3 separate regions of the Mus musculus genome follow, and all the other regions are linked to region 2. The links are chromatin contacts, called in public Hi-C and HiChIP or PLAC-seq maps. All regions are on one chromosome and are shown on one strand. Each heading gives the region's core, a stretch centred on a gene start, on an enhancer-like site or on the middle of the called end of the contact. The rest is flanking DNA. Distances are from core to core; before and after follow the strand shown. Region 1 overlaps Gdpd5 (glycerophosphodiester phosphodiesterase domain containing 5). Region 2 overlaps Map6 (microtubule-associated protein 6). Region 3 holds the start of Dgat2 (diacylglycerol O-acyltransferase 2).

Evidence for each region. A called contact is a pair of places that touch in the nucleus more often than the background predicts. HiChIP or PLAC-seq counts read pairs in DNA pulled down with a chosen protein or histone mark.
Region 1: a contact with region 2 is called in a Hi-C map of the 63-12 cell line, with 3 times the contacts expected there. The contact joins two enhancer-like sites. A contact is called at or near these places in 19 of 39 promoter capture datasets (the 3T3-L1 cell line, the C10 cell line, the HPC-7 cell line and 13 more), 44 of 484 Hi-C or Micro-C datasets (3T3-L1-derived adipocytes, the 63-12 cell line, the AML12 cell line and 32 more), 11 of 115 datasets of contacts at active chromatin or transcription factors (T-cell acute lymphoblastic leukemia, embryonic basal ganglia, embryonic stem cells and 5 more) and 3 of 9 other capture datasets (adipose tissue, liver and pancreatic islet).
Region 3: an H3K4me3 HiChIP or PLAC-seq map of the 230-238 cell line shows a contact between it and region 2, with 12 read pairs. The contact joins the promoter of Dgat2 here to the enhancer-like site in region 2. A contact is called at or near these places in 2 of 39 promoter capture datasets (the 3T3-L1 cell line and hippocampal neurons), 4 of 115 datasets of contacts at active chromatin or transcription factors (the 230-238 cell line, bone marrow-derived macrophages, memory CD8 T cells and 1 more) and 1 of 9 other capture datasets (adipose tissue).

The regions. Positions count from the first base shown.
Region 1 is chr7:99,447,031-99,451,586 of GRCm38.p6, reverse strand. It overlaps Gdpd5 (glycerophosphodiester phosphodiesterase domain containing 5), which reads right to left. Exons shown (of 18, transcript NM_201352.3): 8 at 3,367-3,465; 9 at 3,021-3,114; 10 at 2,500-2,645. Among named protein-coding and RNA genes, the nearest start is that of Klhl35, 17 kb to the left of the region's middle. Within about 2 kb of position 2,351, at least 50 of the 459 cell types and tissues checked have an H3K27ac peak or open chromatin away from gene starts, as enhancers often do. A contact at or near this core is called in the 63-12 cell line and the CH12 cell line, where this site is marked.
Region 2 is chr7:99,315,052-99,319,984 of GRCm38.p6, reverse strand. Map6 (microtubule-associated protein 6) reads right to left here. Exons shown (of 3, transcript NM_001048167.1): 2 at 4,083-4,296; 3 at 1-2,513. The coding sequence ends at 2,313. Among named protein-coding and RNA genes, the nearest start is that of Gm40449, 12 kb to the right of the region's middle. Within about 2 kb of position 2,059, at least 18 of the 459 cell types and tissues checked have an H3K27ac peak or open chromatin away from gene starts, as enhancers often do. A contact at or near this core is called in the 230-238 cell line, the 63-12 cell line, the CH12 cell line and 1 more, where this site is marked.
Region 3 is chr7:99,181,012-99,185,674 of GRCm38.p6, reverse strand. It overlaps Dgat2 (diacylglycerol O-acyltransferase 2), which reads left to right and starts at 2,962. Exons shown (of 8, transcript NM_026384.3): 1 at 2,962-3,283. The coding sequence starts at 3,163.

The DNA of each region.
Region 1 (4,556 bases), core at 1,102-3,601, 130 kb before region 2:
CGGGCACCCACACAGCTGCTTCAAGGTTCCATGTTTTCATTTGTTATAATATGTATACCTCATGGAGGTTTGGGGGGAAGGGACAGGCAGTGTGCTGGGTATGGACTCGTATGAATATGAATGCCTGACACAGCCATAATAACAGAGTTAGCAAATAATCACTCTGATCACATTGTCCTTGCTGTATTACAGGCACTGAACAAGACTCTAGAAGCAAATGGCCTTCCCCACAGGCCTGTGGGCCTACAGTAGCTTTGGGCAGAGACTGAGTGCTTGGTCCCTTCTGGCTTAATCTCAAAGCCCAGTCTGGGGGGAGATTCTGGAGGGGGAAGGAGAGAGGATGGGGTTGCTGTGGTGTGATGAGTTTCTTCATCTATACAGCAATAATAATAATCTCTCCATCGCTACACTGGCACATGGACTCAAATTCATGCTTGACACCTAACAATAAGTTTGCAACCCTAGGGCAGATCATCACCCAGAAGGTTGACTCCAGCCATTGAGCTACATGACCCTGCCTTGCAACCCTGGGTGAATCCTCCCTCCTAAGGACCCACCCTCTCTTCAGACCTTTGGGGATATGGGAATCACTGTTCTCTGTGGGTATCTAGCTGGGCAGTGAGTCTCCTTTGGTCCTGTGCAGAGTAAATTGCCATACCTCTTCCTACCACTAGAGGTCAGCACCAAACCAGAGATTGGATTTAGACCTGGCAACTCAAAAGGCTGGCAATCATTTGTGAAGCCTTCACAGGAACACACTCGTGGTGACTCTGGCTGGACACAGTCATTCACAGTGACATGGAGAGAGCACTGGCTATCCGTGCCTCCACACCCCCCCCCGCCCCCCAAAAAACAGCACTAAAGTGTCTGCAAAATGGCTTAGTAGGTATAGATTCTTGTTGCTAAACCTGACAACCTGAGTTTAATTCCCAGGACTGCTTGGTAGGAGGGAACCGTCACCTGCAAATTGTTGGCTGAATCTCCACACGTGTCCTGAGGCATCACAATGCCACATTTTTTTGTAAAAAAAAAAGGTGTTTTGAGGGTTTTTTGTTTGTTTGTTGTTGTTTTAAAGTTGACCTTACAGAAGTAAAGAGCAGAATAATGATCAATAGAAGGTAGGAGGGGGAGGGGAGGCCGGTCACCAGGTGGAAATGATGGGCCATGTGAATGGGTTCTAGCATTCTACTGCAATAGGGTGGCAGTGGTAAATGCTAACTCCCTGTGTCTTTTCAAACAGGCAAAGGAGAGGATTCTGGACGCTCCTAACACAATGAAACAGGGTGTGATGTGACAGGTGGATCACTGCGGTGTGAGGATAATGCATTGTACAATTGAGAACCACACCGTGACTTGCAAATATGCATCACTAATTATCCTGTGTCAGGGTAAAAACCAAACAAGCATAAAATGAACGCCACACCCAGGCACGGGGCACACACCTGTAACCTTAACACTCAGGATGGGGATTCAGGTGGTTTGTGAGTTCCAGGCTATTCTGGGCTGCACACCGAGACCCTATCTCAGAAATGGGACAACAGATATAATGAGCAAGTCACCACCGCAGGATGGAGCAGCCAAATGCACAGCTTGGGAGGCTGTCTAGAGACAGCTTCATCAACAGATAAATAGCACAAAGGAGACTGGGGGAGGGGCTGTCACAGATGAAAAGGCACTCGGGGGACATGTGTCAAGCAGATGGGCTGCATGATGTCATTTGGATCATGATTTTAAAAGTCTGCACTACAGAAAGATATTTTTGGAGACAAAGGAAAAATAACTATGATATTAGGTCATGTTAAATAATTGTTAATTTGGGGGCTGGAGAGATGGTTCTGGCTGCTCTTTCAGAAGACCTGGGTTTGATTCCCAGTGCCCACATGGCAGCTCACAACTGTCTGTAATTCCATCCAGTCTCAGGGGATCCAACACCCCTTTCTGGCTTCCACGGTGTCAGGCAAAGCAACCATACACATAAAAGTGAAAATAAATACTTTTAAACATTGTCAGTGTGGTGTTATAGTCATTATCATTATGTATGTATATACATGTGTGTGTGTGTGAGAGAGAGAGAAAGAGAGAGAGGGAGAGAGAGAGAGAGAGAGAGAGAGAGAGAGAGAGCATGTGCACACATGCTTCAGTGCACACGAAGAACATCCTCTCCTTTATCTTTATGTGGGTGGCAGGGATTAAACTCAGTGTGCCGGGCTTTTACAGCAAGTGCTTTCCCCTGCAGAGCCATCTCCCCAGCCTGTTGTTTGCTTTTAAGTCCTTATGTTTTGGGCGTGCTGGCATATGCCTGTAACCCCAGCACTCAGGAGGCAGAGGCAGGAAGGCTGGCGGTAGTTTAAACCCCAGCTTGTCTCAAGCAGATCAAACCAAAACCAGGAAGTCCTTCTATGCTGGCGATACATCTGCTACCACAGACATGACATTTATTTCCCACATGCTCCTCTCCTGCAACAGCTGTTGCCCCGGTCCACCCTCTGGGGTGCTTACCATGGGAGCCCCTCGGTGGCCGATGAGGGCAGGTTTGGGGCCCAGGTCTTTTTTCTCCATGATGCAGGGAGAGGAGATGGTGAGAGGGATCAGGTAGAAGGTGAAGACCACGGCGAAGAAGGTACAAAGAATGGTGAGCTGAGAGGCTGCAGACACGGGCAGTAGGAACGTCCCATGAGCCACTGTGCATCTCTCACCAGGCCCAACCATGCCTAGCCAGCCAGACTGGAGTCAGAACGTGGTGTTCTGTGGAGTGGCCTTTGCTCTGACAGGAAGTGAACCCCACACTTAGGCACACATGTACAGGAAGACATGGACACCCAGAGCATTCTTTTTTTTTTTTTTTCCACCCAGAGCATTCTTTGGTAGCATCTATGACTAGCCTGGAGCCAGCCCCTGATGCTGAGCACAAGGGCCCCACCTCATTCCCAGACCACCCAGGTAGAGTCCCTGGACAGTCTAAGCTGGCATTTGTATTCATGGAGGTCAGGATGGGTGGGCCCTCTCTAAGGGGTACTCACAGGACCGCTCTGCACGGGCAAACTGTCCAGCGACGATCCAGGAGAGTGCAGTGATGGCCACCAGGGCCCCTATATGCAGGAATGGTGCCGTGCCCTGGGTGTGAAGAGAGGCAGGAGGGACCAGGGACTCAAAGGCAGGTCCAGACCCTCAGGTCACCAGCATGCTGCTGACCGTCTCTACCTACAAGACAGGCAATCCTGTCTCCATCTGCCCACTGAGGATGCTGGGAAGCCTGCTGTGCAGACCCCTCCCTGTTCCTCTCTGCGCCTTGGAGAAACAGGAGTGATAAAGGGTTGCAAGGGTCCTGGGGTGGCAGTGTCCCTGTCCCTAGCCCGCCTCACTCACCTGCAGGGAAATCAGCAGCACCTCCCACTCATCCTCCCAGAGCTGGGCCACTGCAGACATGGCCACCACCGTGGAGGCCAGGATGACCACCAGCCCCATCTGGAGAGGAAAGTACCAGACAGAGGGTCAGGGCAAGAATGAGGGGACCTCTGTCTGGGAAAGGAGGAGGAGAAAGAAAGCAGACGTGCCCACAGGCTGGGCAGGGGCAGTGCAGTGCAGTGCTTTTAATCCTAGCACTTGGGAGGCAGAGGCTGGTGGATCTCTGTGAGTTCAAGGCCAGCCTGGTCTATAGAGTGAGTTCCAGGACAGCCAGGGTTATATAGAGAAATCCTGTCTCAAAATAAAACAAAACAAAAGCAAAAACAAAAACAAAAAAACAAACAAACAAACAAAAAAAGATAAGGAGGAGGAGGAAGAAGAGGAGGAAGAACATAGTGCAAGAAGAGGAGGGAAGGAGAGAGCCAGGGATGAGCTGAAGGCTGTATGGACAGTAAGAGGCCAACCAGAGGCAGAGGCAGGAAAGGCAGGCAGATCCCAGGGAAAGAGACGTGGAGAAAGAGAAGGGAAGATGAAGACAAGATGAGGACAAAGTGGAAAACAAGGGCCTCTCTGGCATCAGGCCTCTACCAGGGCAGTAGCCTGTGAACTGTGCAGTGAGAGGGGGCTGGGCTCACACTAGGGGGTACTTGGCTCACAATGTCGTCTGTCGGACTGGCAGCCTAGGTCTCCTACATTTGGCTGCTTTTCTCTTGACATCAGGTCTCATGTAGCTTGAACTCCTGATCCCTCTGCTGCCTCCCTAGTGCTAGGATTACAGATGGGCACCAGCATGCTCAGCTTACGCTAGGCTGGGGACTGAACCCAGGGTCTTGACTGTGCGAGGCAGACACTACCAACTGAACTATATCCCCAGCCCAGCTTCTAGTATGTTCCATGGGAAGTGTGGGGCACAGCTGTAATGAGCATTGAGGTACCTTCAGGGACAGAGATCTGTGCCAACCGGCACCGGAAACCCCAAACTAAGTAAGACTAAGCTGGGGTTCCCTGCTTCAGTCTTCTCTGGAGCCCTAGAATCCTTCCTGGTCTGGGCTCCTCCCTCATTCATAAAAGCCCCTGTCTGTGGTGGAATGAGACAGCGGTGGGTGGGTGGAGGAGGGACTCTGAGGAGCCCTTTCTGAAGACATCTTATT
Region 2 (4,933 bases), core at 810-3,309:
CCCCGTTCCAGCTCTCTCGCTCCAGGGTGAACAGAGAACAGAGGGAAATGTACGAAGTGAGGAACGGGCTTGGTCACCTGCAGAGAGGTGACACCAAACATTGCTTGAGGAACCACGGTCAGTTTTGTCCAGTACACTTGAGAGACAGAATAAGACCTGGAGAGCTTTGTTTGTAAACAGTAGAAATTAAAGGGCATTTCTTGTGAGTGGAGTGAAACATTCAAGAGCAAACGGTGTTCGTTAGGTGGGTGTGTGAAAAGGGGGGGGGGAACCCTGACAGCCTGAGAAGAACATTATCCAGGTCACCTAAAGCCTCAGGCAGGACAGGGTAAGGAATTCAGCCCCTAAGGCTCTGGGGGCCCTTGTGGTAAGCTATGGCAAACTACAGTGCACACAACACCAATTCCACTGAGTCACGGCACATGTGGGGTCGTCATGCAGCTCTGTCTGGATGTGCTGATATAGAGACCTGTCTGCTCACCAAGCCTGGCACAAGGTGTGCAGAACACGAACACCGAATGAAGGATCCCTGTGCACTGTAAACTCTGACTTACTTGATCTATGAAACATATGTTTATTCTACAGGGAAATCAAAGTGTGGCTAACAGCAGATCTGACTGACGCCGGGGATTGAGAGGAACACGCACCGGCCGCTACAGTTGGAGCACTTGATAGAGTCTCTGGTAAACAGTAAGGCTGGCTAACAGGTAGCCAGGAACAGTGCTGAGCTCTAGGCATTTCTGAACAGGCCTGTGAAACCTGTGAGTTGTGGTAATGAGACTCATCATGTCTCCTCCCTTCTCTAGCCTGTCTCCTTCACAGTCCAGGCCCTGAGTCAGAAAAGACTCAGGCAGGCATCGGGCTATGCTGTAGACTTCATTTCTAGTCTGCTCTGCTAAAAACAAAGGCTTGCCCAGTGCTGATGCATTCATTTTCAAACATGTCTCAAGCAGGCTCACAAGGTGCACACGAAGCCTTCCCTGTCTGCACGGAGAGACTTTGTTGGCTCTTTGGAGCTCCACCTTCCCAAACTGCAGGGACCTGAAGAGACCAAGGAGCCATCAGATCTGCCCTCTGAACCATTCACCACAGGAGAAAGCAAGCTGGGGCGGATCATTCCAACTACCCAGAACACCGAGAACTTCCGGGACAGAAGCAATCTCTATCGCACCAGGACATTTCTGGTGGATAGTTTGTGTTTCCTCATAAGTCAGGAGGGCAGGTTCCTTTCATAACCATTCCCTAATTCCTACAACACAACTCTAGGGGGCTTCAGCCCCACACACGCGACACTGCAACACGGAGTACGTCAAGAGCTGTTTCTAAGCTTCGAAAGTCAAAGATGCTGGCTAAGCGCTTGGCAGGACTCGCTACACACACTGGCCACATGCTCAGCACATTGACCTTTCTGTGGAGCAGAGCAAGAGCTCGGTCGGGGCTGGAGGGTGCATCACCACCCTCGCCGTCATGCCTACACACTCCACCTGCACACCGAAGGAACAAAAAGTCACAATAAGCGTGCGATGTGCCTTCTCACACCTGACCACTCTCTCTTAACTAGGTGTTGGGCACATCAGCAGTATGCTAAGGGCAGAGAAAAGCGGGCTCCCATTGCTCAGAGCTCCTCCTACACCATCTACAGCATCCCAAATACTCACTCTCTGTCACTTCTCAGCCAGTGGCCTATTACTTGACACACTATTCAAAGCCCACCAATAGGCACAGAACACAGGCACACACTCCTAACAGAGGTTCCAGGAGAGGGTTTCTTCTAGTTAACAGACACAATTCCGTTTCACTGACAGTAAGGCCAAGGTTGGTTTCTTGTTCTTTTGTTTTTAACGTTTTCACAAGTTCTAAAAGCTGAAGCCCAAGCTGAACTTGGGCAGCATGCAAGCATCCAGTGAACTTGGGAAAGAACATTTGCCTAAGTCCAAAATGGCGTGATGCAAACTGTGGGGCTGTTCAAGGGGAGGATGCCCTGCAGCAGACACTTCCAAGTCCCACCAGGAGCTGGGCTAGGCAGTAACTAAGACCTGACCCAACCCAGACCCACAGGAAGGGCACAGCCAGTGCACACTGCTTCCCGGGCTCCCAGGGGACCCTTGGCTAGATGCTGTGCCACCAGTAGTAAGAGTCGGTGGCCTCAGAAACATAATTTCTCCCATAAGAAACCAACTGCAGGGCTCCTGGGACCCTTGGAACCAAGGCAGATGGGAAGTCTCTAATTAGTTTTGTGGCCTTTTTGTTTGTTGGTTGGTTGGTTTAAATATAGGGGGTGGGGGAGGGGAGAGAAGGAAGTGCGGTGACATTTACTCTTTCGCCTCAGCCAGTTTATTGTTCATCTCTTTGCTTTGCTCCTTGTCGTCGGGTTTGGTAGCACTGGGGCCCTCTGTGGTCTTTTTCTTGGCAGCCTGGCCCGACACCACCTGCTTGTCTTTGGCCTTCCTTGGGGGTTTATGGCTCGTTGAGGTCTTTTTTGGTTTGGAACTCTGAACACTAGGTTTCTCTACCTGTATGGAAAGACAGACAGACAGAGCACACATATAGAAACACAGAAGAGAGGGAGTGGGAGAGGGGATTTAGAGAAAGACATTGCAGTATTAACAAAAGAGTCACAATAGTGGCTAGTGACGGAGCAGACAGGCAGGGAGAGGACAGGATCTCACAGTGTATAGGCACCTGGCTTCTCTGGTCTGAATCCACAGGCAGCCTGTAGCAGCGCTCACCTGCCACGAACTGCCCACCCTGCCATTTCTCCTTGGTGAGCAGGCCAGGTGGTTGGCAGGCTAGACAACGGTTACAGCATCTCTTGTCCCTTCTCCTTAGAATTATTATGTCTTATTCTGCTCAGGCCAGAGCATGTGGTTTGTTGCAGTGAGTGAGGACAAGAGACTCTTTGAGCATCTCAGAGAGGAGATGCTCGGTCATCCAGGTTCTGGACGAAAGAGGCCAGGTCGGTATCCATAGGGATGAACTACGGTGGATCCCCGGGGTGGTAAGGACATAGTTTTGGAACAACTCAGGTGTCAGGCATGCAATGGGTACTACCAGCCACGTGCTTATCTCTGGCTGGATCTTGCCTGCTTCCCCGAAGCAGCACCCAATCTCCAGGCCTCGCTCCTGGTTTTTCCTTTCGTTCTGAAGAGGCAGTCTTGCCTTCTCTTTCTCAGAGGACTCTGAGGCCACTGTCCTTGATGAGTTCATACAGCAAACCCTGCTGTCCATCCCTGATTCCCCATCCCCTCTCCTTCCTCAGCTGGAACCTTCTTTCATTCAGTGCTAACATCTATCCTGGGACCTATTTCATCTGTGGATGTACAGAGCTGATATTGGGCCTCCCAGGCTGGGCCATTCACTAGCTGAGGACCAGTGATCTCAGTGTGATTTGCTTGAAACTGGGGCGGCGGTTCCCGGGAATGTGAAACATTCGGTTAAAACTAGGTGCATCTCAGACAAACTAGGTCGGGAGGCTACCTTAGCTAAAAGCTGGTCCTGACACACAATGGAAATGCCAACTGAGTGCTACACTTGAGATCAAAAGGAGGGAGAGGCCACCCACTTAGGCTCTGGAGTTATATTGCTCCTCAGACGTGTTCTGCTATTACACAAGTGGTATGTGCCCAGCCTCATCTGGCCTGACACGCAGCAAATGGCCTGTGAGGCTGCTTGGCTAGCTCTGTCCAGCCTGTCTCTCCTGTTAACCAACCTATACTGAGATGAAAATACCTGAAGGATGAGTGAAGGTGAATGTGATTCAGAGCCTGGGAGGGAAGGAAAGGTCCAGGGACTGGAGCGGGGTGGAGGGGCACAGCTGCAGGGCCATAGCCAGGTTGTGAAGAGGGCCAGGAAAGGGGCTGTAGCACCAGGGTGAGGCTTTTCATTTCTCAAATACAGAGTCAGATGTGCCAAATGTTAAGCCGCTTTCATGTAATCCTCCTTTCTAGTGTGCCCTTGGATCTTACCAGGACCTGACCTGTTGGAGATGCCCCTGGGCCTGTGTGGCTCATCAGGAGCTCCTGGGGACTAGCCGGAGCCCCGTGTCCTGCTTCCTCGGGACTGTACAGTAAGAGCTGCCTTACCTTCGGGCATTCCTTGAAAGGCTCACTGTAGAGGCTCCGTATTCTTCTGCGATCCATGGCCTTGTTGTCCGCTGCACTGGGCTTATTGGCCTCCCCTTTGAACTGGGCGCTGTAGCTGGTCTCATGAACCATCTTGTCATCTGGGGGCTTGTACTGGGGCTTGGCTTTGATGGGTTTCACAGGCTTGATGTCAGTCCATGCTCTGAATTCATTCCTATGATTCAAAGAAAATATCAGTGATGAGAACTATCACACAGCAGAGAAACGTCCCCACCCCAGCTACACCCAGAGCCGGCTCTTGACACATGCTGTGGCGCTGACTGAGGTGTGGCTGGGAGCGAGCACCCCAGAGCCCAACAGTTTTTTTGTTTTGTTTTGTTTTGTTTTTCTCTTAGAATTGGCCCAGGTCTGGGGATGGCAGTGGAGATCTCAGAGAAAGAGCTCAGGGTCCTTTCCAGACCTAGACTTGGGGGATCCAGAACAACCGCTCTCACCTTCAAGTCTTGTGTTCCAGGCTCTAAAGGAGACTGAGACACCCAGCCCCACCAGTGCTTTGGGAGCTCAACATGAGGTGCCTGTCCATGCAAGGCTAAAGACTTGGACTTGTTCAGACAGACAGACTGCAGCCTTGCATTAAGTTCCCAGCCCCCCTTGGCATCTTTTGTGTGATGGTGATCAGCTCAGGGCCCTGGGTACCGGAGGCAGGAGCTCTCTCGATGACCTCCAGCCTCCAGTCTTTCTTTCCCTACTTTGCCATGCAAAGAACCTTTGCTGTCCAAATCGTCAGGGTGACCCCTCCCTTGCTTGTTTCTATGTCGCCAGAACCTAACAACCAGGTCCCTTTAGATGGG
Region 3 (4,663 bases), core at 1,713-4,212, 140 kb after region 2:
ACAATGGGCATAGACCAAGGGCTCCTGGGCTTGGGTAAATTCCAAGCTCAGCAGAGGCAGGCAATGGCAACCAGGATGGGAGGGCCAGCCTTGGCCTGACCTTACACTTCCCTGCACAACAGCCTGGCCATCCTTTGACCACTGGTCTCATCTCTTGGTTGAGTCTCCACCAAGGCAGGGACAAGTTCTGGTTCTGTGTGTTCCAATCAGTACCTGACCCAGAGAAGGTGCACAGGAAAATGCTGAAGTACACACATGAACTTGGGATCTGAATGTTTCCAATGGGCCTCGTTTACCCAAAGTCCTGCCATTTGTTATCATTAAGATAATGGTATCTTACTCTCCTTGCATAATGGTAACACCCTTTCCATATTACTTTAGTTGATCCATAAGTAGTCAAGATAGGAACTGTCACCCTTTCTGTCTCCTTTTTTTCCTCCCTCCTCCTGTTTCTTTTTTGAGACAGGGTCTCGGCTAACTCAGGCCAGCTTCCAAATCATTACATAGTTGAGAATGACCTTGAGCTCCTGAAGGAGACATCCTCCTCCTCCTCCACCTCATCCTCTTCCTCACTGACCACATGCTCAGGTTATAACAGGTATGGCTAACTTCCCACCTCCACTTTGTGATGAACAACTATCGACTTAGCAAGGACACTTGACAAGTCACTGCTAAAGGAAAGACTACACCCCAGGCTTATAACCTTCCAGATTAATCTCTGCCCATCGGACAGTAGCAGAGGTAAGTGAGTTTTTCATGGGTCCTGGCACAAGGCCTCCTCTACAGAGATGCTCCTGGAGCAGGAATGTGCCATACAGTGACCCGAGGTCTTCCATGCTGTGTGTGTGTGTGTGTGTGTGTATGTTTGTGTATTGTTCTGCCCCCCATATATATATATATATATATATATATATATATATATATATATATATATATACCTCTCTCCCCCCACAGTTGTTGCACAGCATACATCCATCTCGAGTCTCCCGTGAGCATGGCATGCCAGTAGCTTTCCCTTAGTTCCATAAAATGACCTAGGACTACCACAGAGCATCATCATGCCCTAGGATCTTTTTCCTTCTATTTATGGTTGACTCAGTTCTCTGGGTTTGGTAGTATTTTCTCAGTGAGATTTGTGCCCCACCACTCATCATGCAAGTGTTTCTAGGTTTCACTAATGGCATTTGTCACAGGCCCTGGGACTTTCTCCCCTCTTCAGGTAGAACTCACCTCCTTTCTTTTCTGCTCTTCCCCAAGGCCCTATTGACCTAGACCTTACAGTATGCAACCCAAAGGTGAGCCACACCCCAGTCCTATCTTTTTTCTGAAGGGCATACCTTTAACCACTGCCTTTGCTTGAGATTCTCCCACTCACCCAGCTCCCCACTGCAACCTGTCCTCACGTTTATTTCTCATACTCTGTCAAGAGGGATCCTACAATTCATCTTACCTCTTTCGTTTCTTTTAAGGCTCTCCCAGAACCCAGTCCCACCCCAAAGTCTTAAGAGAGACACTGGAGGATTTTCTAATCCCATGTCACTGCAGTCTCCATCTCCCACGTTGCCAGGACTACAGTCTCTATGGTCCTGCCCCAATCCAGACATGCTGACTGATGCTGCCCTTCGGCTTGTGCTCACACCCTCATTCTGCGGAACTCCTCTTCCTCTGTGGGCAATGGGAATGAGTCCCAGTGCCTGTAGTGAGCTTAGTCCATATACCTCAGTTCCTCAATTCTCAAAGCCTCTCACAATACAATCACGGGTGTTCCCGTTTTTACAGATGTGAAAGAAAACTGAAGCTGCAAACTGCGAGTGGTGGCACATGCCTTTCACTCAGCACTAGAGTCAGACAAAGGTGCATCTCTATAAATTCAGGCCAGCCTAGTCTACATAGTGCCAGGACAGCCAGGGCTACAAGGAGAAACCCAATTTCTAAAAAGAGAAAAGAAAAGAAAAACCAAAACATCAACATTCACACAACCCTCAACCCCACACCCTGCCCCCCTCCGGCAAACCAAGCCAAACAAAAGACACCCTGAAGTTGAGGAAAAGAGAGGAAGAGAGGTCTGGAACTGGGCTTGAAGTCCATCACTCACTATGCTTGTAGTATTGCCTTTGTCTTTGGTGTTTGGAGACAGGGTCACTATGTAGCCTGGGCTGGCTTCAAACTCTTGCATACATACAGGAGAGGGAGGGAGAGAGAGAGAAGAGGCGAGAGAGAGAGAGAGAGAGAGAGAGAGAGAGAGAGAGAGAGAGAGAGAGGAGAGAGAGAGAGGAGAGAGGGGAGAGAAGGGGGAGAGAGGAGAGAGAAGAGGCGAGAGAGAGAGAGAGAGAGAGAGAGAGAGAGAGAGAGAGAGAGAGAGAGAGAGAGAGAGAGGAGAGAGAGAGCGAGCTGCTAGGATTGTAGGATTACAGGTAGTAGACTCCATCGCTCTAGGTTCCTTCCTGATAAGACTCAATCACTCCTATTTTTTTGCTGGTAAAAGGAAAGGCTGCGGCACTTGGGTAACTGTCAGGTCCAGCTGTAACCTAACGAATTCCAACACTACTCACTGCAGGCTAGGCCTGCCCAAGGAAAGCACAGCCAAAAGGGACACAGGCACCCGCACGGTCCGGATCGTCCCGCACGTGCTCAAACTCCCTGCCCACGTTCCAGCTGCTGGACCGTACTAACGTCTGAGAGAGAGGCTTGGGAGAATGACAAGGCGGTCGCTGGGGCAACCAGGAGTAGTTTCATACACCGGGACTCCGGCTCCCTTGCCCGTATTCTATAGACTCTGAACCGTACAGTTCAGGCCATGCTGCCTTCCTGGGCTCTGTGCATAGTTTATCGCCGGGAGTCTCACCCCCTACAAGAACATGGCACAGTCCGGGGCGGACCCTTTTGCCCCGCCCTATAGCGTCACGACCCGCCCCGTTGTGAGGTTATAAAGTGCGCGCGCAGCGGCGCTCGGCGCCGTGGCCGCGCTTCGCTGGCTTTCTGCTCATCTAGGGTGGCAGCGGCTACCTACCTCAGCTCTCGCCCTGCTGCCGCCACGGCCTGGGCGCTGTCCCTCAGCTCCCGGAGCTCAGCGCGAAGCCCTGGCCCCGGCGGCCGGGGCATGGGTCAGGGGCGCGGCGTGAGGCGGCTTTCTGCACGGCCGTGACGTGCATTGGCTTCAGCATGAAGACCCTCATCGCCGCCTACTCCGGGGTCCTGCGGGGTGAGCGTCGGGCGGAAGCTGCCCGCAGCGAAAACAAGAATAAAGGATCTGCCCTGTCACGCGAGGGGTCTGGGCGATGGGGTGAGTGTCAGTCATCCCTAGGGCTTTCATCCTGAGGGCACCCACAGCAAGACGACTTTCAGGAAGGGACTTTGGCCAAAGCGTGCTGCCCTGTGCTGGACGGACGGCTAGCTAGTTCAGGTCGGAGTCCCAGACAATTATTTCCAGTTTTTAAAAGGTCTCGCCTTGTAGCCTAGGCTGGCTTCCAACTCTTAATCCTCCTTCCTTGGCATCCCAGGTGCTGTGATTGCAGGTGTGCCACTACAACTAGCTTCTCTTTAGGGGAACTTGACTCTTCTGCATCCTGTCATTTGGTTAAGGATGAGGCAAGATTCATGCTTAGCTCGGCTGGTTACCCAGTTTGAGCCAGGCAACCTGGTATCCTAGGCTAGCCTGGCTTCATTCTCCATCCTGGTACTCACTAATGTTGCAACACGTGTTACATCACTTGCCATCCCCCCAGCTGCTGAGGGCGACACCACCCACTCAGCTCAGTTAGTAGTGATATTTCACTCTCCAGCCCCCAGTACTGATCTACCTCACAAGGTGGAGCAGGATTTGGCTGGGAGGAACTGGATGGGGCAGGGTGGTAAGTAGGGTTTTGTAATCCCCTGAAACAGTCACTGGATGGAGAACATGCCTGCCTGGAACCAGGTGTGCCCCAACTGCCCTCTGCCCCAGCTTTTGTGGGCCAACCCAGACTGTGAAGCCCTCACAGCGCAACCCTGAGTCTGACATACTTAGAAGAGGGGTGGGAAACCCTTGGATTTTTTTCGTTTGTTTAGTCTGTGTAACAGCTCTGTTTGTCCTGGTATTCTATAGACCAGGCTGGCCTTGAACTCACAGAGATCTGCCTAAGTTGATTATCCTTCTAGAAGTTGTGTCTGCCTTCAAGATAGAACCGAGGCCTTCAGTGAATGGGGAAGGGGGGCATACAGTTCAAATCACACCTCAGCCTTTTCCATACAAGGCAAAGCACCCCACGTTGCTTAGCTGAAGCTGCAGAAACTGAAGGAGGAGGAACGAGCTACCCCAGTTTTCCTTAGAAAGGGCAGCGGTGATGCACACCTTCAATCCTAGGACTTGGGAGGCAGAAGCAGGCAGATCTCTTGAGAGTGAGTCCAGCCTGGCTTACAGGATGAGTTAGTTCCAGGACATATTAGTTGTGGTAATCTTGAAAGTTTAGGCAATCAGGAACAAAATAAGATTGCTGGTAAACCAACTATCTAGTGGTTACATCTCTTAGTACATGTTGTATAAAGTCAAGAATATGAGATAGAGATACACGCACACGCACACACACACACGCGCACACAGTTCTAAATTCAGTCTTCTCTTAATGGTACGGCATGAATATTTCTTACCATTTGTATGTCTGCCATTCTCACATGCTGGTGGCTG